Regions from separate parts of the Zea mays genome. Here region 1 is linked to region 2. A link is a contact called in public Hi-C data. All regions are on one chromosome and are shown on one strand. The core of a region is the stretch at or near the end of the contact, and the rest is flanking DNA. Distances in the headings are between cores, read along the strand shown.

Region 1 (2,700 bases), core at 98-2,597, 300 kb before region 2:
TTCCAGTTCTCCAAGCTTTATCTGTTATTAGGCAGTGTTTAAAACAGCAAGTCAAGATTTATTATCCATGATCAAGGAGCATCACATTGACTAACATACCTCCAATTCATCAAAATCCATATGAGTTCCATTTAGTTGTGTAGGAGAGGCTGTTATGTCAGCTTTTGACATCTGCTCCTTAAAAAACCTTAATTTACGAGCCATTTCACTACACCTTTTAATCTGTAAGAAAGTAGAGTAGAACAATTAACATAACATGGAAAACCATATTAGACACATGGGTAAATAATCCTAATTGCACTGTACTTAGTGAGTAAATAAAAAGTGAGTTGTCGACTATGGTTTAGGAAATGCCAAGTTTATATAGCTTGTCAAGGTTACAACGTAATTTATCATGAGGAGGAGGTTAATCTCAAAAGAGAGTCAACAACGAGAAGGGACTGCATATAGATGTCAATTTCAGATTAAAGTTGTGGAAAAATTAAGATAAAATTGTTGTCAAGGTAACTGGGGTATGTACCTGGGCAGCATATGTCCGTTGAAACGGGCTCTTATCTATATTAAGCTGTGGCAAAAAAAACAGTAATAAGATTAAACCCACAGGTAAAGAATCAGCACCCAGAGCAAGAATCAACAGCACACCATCACGATCAGCTAATGAAGCACAATAGCATACCAACGTAACCTTTTGCTGGAACTGTAATTTTCATTGACTACTGGAAATTCTGCATATGCAAGATAATTCCCAATAAAAACATTCCTATGCTAAATTCATGGCTCCAACTACAACCAATCACACCAATGTGAACCATTATACCACAATTCCAACGCTGAAGAACAGTAAACAGCAAACAATTGCACGTTATAGCTGCAAATTCCCCAAAATCGCAATGCCCACAGGACACCCTCTCTAACTCCCAGGAAGCCCCGATCACGAAGTCCTACTTATCACCAAACCACTATCTTAGATCGAAAGGGATTCAGCTCCGGAGCAAGTTGGATCGCCCCACCCCCGTAATCGAAGGGACGAGCAGGGGCAAGCAACCATACGTCTTTGAACTGGAGGAGGCCGAGGTCTCCGAGGTAGGAGACGGTGAGGTGCGCTGACTCAGCGGGTATGATGACCTGCACCAGCTGCATCGCCTCCGATCGCATCAGATCCATTGGCGGGCAGCAGCCGCCTCCGCCACCACGCGCCATGGCTGGCTGCGCGCGTGCCCGCCGTGTCAGCAGCCGGCGCGCTGCCCCTCAGTCAGATCCCTGAAGATCCGACGAGGTGTTTCGGATCGAAATCGCGCGGGCGGAGCGGATCTCCGACGGGTACGGCGGTGGCCTGATCGATTCCTCACGTCGTGAGGAGGTGAGCGAGGAAGGAGGTAGAGACAGCCGGGGGGTTGTGGACCATGTGGGTTACGCGGAGACGTGGCAGGGCCGAACACCTATCGGGACTCTGACCTGTGGGTCCCAGTTGCCAGAGTTCGGATCTGAGTGTTTGCCTGCGGCGATGAAGAAGTGTCTGGATTTCGCGAGGAGATTGATTAGGCTAGCTGACCTGTGGGGCCGGGTGGGATCGTAGCAGTGGATGAGAAAAGAGTCCTCCATGATTGGGTACGTGTTGGGCCCGTCGGAATTAATTGAGGCGAGATGAGCTAAAATTTTGGCCCATATAAACGAGCACGAATGGCCATAGAGATGTACAACGGCTCAATTTCAAATGTTCTGAACTGGTGCTCGGTCCCTGGTTACAAGGGCCTCAGTAAACATTATACTCCGTGCGATTTAATGGCTTTTGTGGTGTATGCAACGTCAATCTCGTCTCTAGCAATAACTTTCAAAGGTCCTTATAGAAATAGGGTTTGAGGGATAGTTTATTATTTATATGTGTGTTCGTAGAGAAGAGCATATGTGCAATGTGAACATCTCCTTTGTACCATGTAATTAAAGAAACCATTTTTAACATGCAAACAAATTTTGCAACAGATTTGTTAAATAAATTCAACTAGCATGGTGGTCCATGCAAATAGCTCAGGTAGGTAGCTTTATTATCATTATAAGATTTCACTTTTAATGTAAAAAGTAAATTTTAAATAGTTTTATTTACTTGTTTGGTTGTTCTTGTCTTGTCTTCAAGCTTTCTCGTTGCATGTAGAGTCGATCAATTATTTGGTTTAGGGGATGTTTGGAACTGCTTTAGCTCCAAAAAATTAGTAGAGCAGGCTATTAAATGCTCTAGAAGATCATGAAGTTAGATTAATAAACCTTTAGAAGGTATTTTAACAACCTATTTTCTTTATTATTTAAATTTAAAATGTTTTTAAAATATTTAAATTTATATTATAAACTACAACTTCTCATTAGAGCTGGAACCTAGAGCAGTTCCAAGCACATCCTTAAAGATTGGATTGATTTTTCGAGAGCTCTGATGTATCCTACTTTTACATGTTTTTGCAACATACATTGTGAGAAGTCATGGTTGATGTACCTTTGGCTAAAAATGATTATTATTAAGATAATTTGAGGCTTCCCTACTTATGCTCTTAAAGCATATACTTTACTATGCTAAATGCTAACTAATGATGTTGTGTTGTTTGTGTAGGAAAATTTGTCTTTTTGTGTTGTGTTCCTTGCCATGTGAAGTGCATGTAATAAATGTGCCATGGTGGTCGCCGGCAAAGGGTGAAGCTCGAGCAAAATTCATGT
Region 2 (2,700 bases), core at 141-2,640:
CAGCCTTCACTTTGAGCAGTTTCTCAAGCAAATCCACTAGCTGTGTAACAGGCACAGGTGAAGTGTTGCCCAAATTGTAAGTCCTGAACGGTGCCGTACCTCGCTTCTTGCCTCCACTGCCTGTGCTCCGACCAGCTGTATCCAAGGCCGCTACGCAGCCCTTCACAATGTCATCAATGTAGGTGAAATCCCGGGAAATGGTAGTCTGGTGTGAACCTCCACCGGCACTCTCATAGACGGTAATTGGCCGACCAGCAAGGATGTCCCTGGTGAAGAAGAAGTACGCCATGTCCGGACGCCCCCATGGCCCATAGACAGTGAAGAATCTGAGGGCGGTGAGTGACAGACCATAGATGTGGTTGTAGACATGAGCAATCTCCTCGCCGGCCTTCTTGGTGGCTGCATAGAGAGAGGCTGGTCGATCCGTCCTGTCATGCTCGGAGAAAGGCACATGGGAGTTGAGCCCGTACACTGAAGACGACGACGCCCAGACGATGGCGGGCTGAGGGTTGGCTGAGCGCGCCGCCTCGAGCAGCGCCACGAGACCGGCAACATTGGCGCGCACATAAGACATGGGGTCCACGAGTGCGTGCCGCACGCCGGCTTGCGCGGCGAGGTGGAGGACATGTGTGAAGGGCACGACGTCGAACAGCTTGGCGAGGAGCTCGGCGTCGGCGATGTCGCCGTCAACGACGTAAACCCCCGAGCGGGCGAGGAGTGCGGCGCGGCCGCGCTTGAGGGCCGTGTCGTAGTAGTTGTTGAAGTTGTCGAGGCCCAGCACGCCGTCCCCTCGGCGTCGAAGCGCGGCGGCCGCGTGGCAGCCGACGAAGCCCGCGGCGCCCGTGACAAGGACGGAGTGGCCCCGGGAGCGCCTGACGCGCGCCGACGCCCGCACCTTCTTCTCCCAGGCGGCGCCGCCCCAGGAGGCGGTGGACGAGGGGGACGCGTGGAGGGAGCGGCGCGGGGACTCGGGCGCGGCCCGCGGGGCGGGCGCCGCGGGTGAGAGGAGGAGGAAGGCGAGGAGGAGCGAGAGGGAGCAGACGGACCAGAAGGCGAGCTTGGAGAGGAGAGACGTCGGCGAGGGGTGGTGGTGGCGCGGGGGCAGGCGGTGGTGGTAGTGGTGGAACTGCGGCTTGACGGCCGCTGCGCCGCCCGCCGCGGCCGCCGAGCCGGGTGCCCCGGTCAGCTGCGGCGCCATCCCCTCGATCCGCGGCAATGCGGCTGGTCCTGGATCTCGGCTCGGGCCTGGGGCTGGGATTGGGGTGATCGGGTCCGCCGCGGCGCTTGGGTTTGCGGGACCTTTCGCTGATGCCGTTTTTTCGAGTGGGGATAGCCGGATAGGTTCCGATTTGCTTTCGAGGGGCTGTTTCAGTGGGATTTGGTTTGCGGGCCGCTACATTTGGGCATTTGGGGATAAATCCCGTATTCCCGTGGATTGTTCTCGTCTATATTTTACCTTCCTGATTCTTAGTTAGATTTTTATATGAAGGAGCACCAAGAGTTTATACGGGTGCTAGGCGATGGACACTTTTCAAAAAAAAAAAAAAAAGCAATTTAGCCCTTTTAATAAAAATAATTCTCCATGGACGGCGTCTTTTGACCATTTGCTTAGCGTCATAACCCACGGTGCCCAATACTGTTCAGCGTCATAGCCTATGGCGTCGAGGTCTTCACCTCACTGACGTCCGCGAGCCATGCTAGCGCTTACATGGTCTAATTCGGCGCTACAGATCTTGGCGCTAAGCTAGACAGTCTAATAAATCGTCTCTTCCTTGGTCGAGAGCTACTCTTGTCCATTCTTCTTCTCCCTCGTTTCGTTCGTTTTTCGTTTCCTTCGTTTTCCATACCACCCACGGACTTCAGTTTTTATTTTCGAGTCTGAAAGCTTCGATTTGGTCCAAACAGCTTGAAGAGCAAGGTATGGCGTCTCACCGATTCATTTGTTATGTATCCATTCGATATATATATTGCGTAGTATGGTTTCATAGGGTTTAGATTAATTAGGTTTGATTGGTGGACGTATGACTATTAGTTATGGCTTCTAAGATATATGGTTTATACAGTAGTTAAGGTTTGTTAGATAAGTTTTGAATCGTGGGTTTAAAAATTGTTAGGGTTTTGAAACTATGAGTATCATGTTATTTATAAGTTTAAAACTTTTCTGGTATTTCTCTAGTGGTGTTAATATCAAATTGTTTCTTAGACGGAAAACATGTATCATAAGAAGTTGTGGCGAAAGAGGTCGTTCTCGAGAGTTATATCTCGATGCATCTACCAAGGATGCTCATGTTTTTCTTGATCTTACTATTCCTAGTTGTGATTGTGGCAGACCGGCCCATTTATCTCAATCGAGACATCCAAACACACTGTGTTAGAGAGAGAAAGCGCTAGCGGCTTGAACTGAATCGACGCGAGGTTGAGGAATAGACGTGCATGTGTATTGCCTAGCTCAGCGCCAAGATCTCTAGCGCCAAGCTAGGCCACATAGACGTCAACATGTTCCACGACTGCCAGCACACTAGGTACCTCAGGGCCATGCCTATAGCGCGAGTAAAGTGTCCAGAAACACTATTAAGTTGTTTAGGAGGCTAAACATGATTTTTTTCAAAAAAAAACCTAAATTTCAAAAAAAAAATCACGCAACTTTTATACTGTCACGTACTCCCTCTGTCCGAGTTTTTCTAATTCTAGACTTTTTTT

Evidence for each region. A called contact is a pair of places that touch in the nucleus more often than the background predicts.
Region 1: a contact with region 2 is called in a Hi-C map of ear, with 1.8 times the contacts expected there. The contact joins the promoter of LOC100381766 here to the promoter of LOC103633593 in region 2. A contact is called at or near these places in 2 of 25 Hi-C or Micro-C datasets (ear and tassel).

Annotation. Positions count from the first base shown.
Region 1 is chr1:34,584,346-34,587,045 of Zm-B73-REFERENCE-NAM-5.0, reverse strand. LOC100381766 (vacuolar proton ATPase a3) reads right to left here and starts at 1,347. Exons shown (of 18, transcript NM_001329487.1): 1 at 1,051-1,347; 2 at 521-565; 3 at 100-222; 4 at 1-21. The coding sequence starts at 1,200.
Region 2 is chr1:34,282,090-34,284,789 of Zm-B73-REFERENCE-NAM-5.0, reverse strand. LOC103633593 (UDP-glucuronate 4-epimerase 3) reads right to left here and starts at 1,390. Exons shown (of 1, transcript XM_008655290.3): 1 at 1-1,390. The coding sequence starts at 1,198.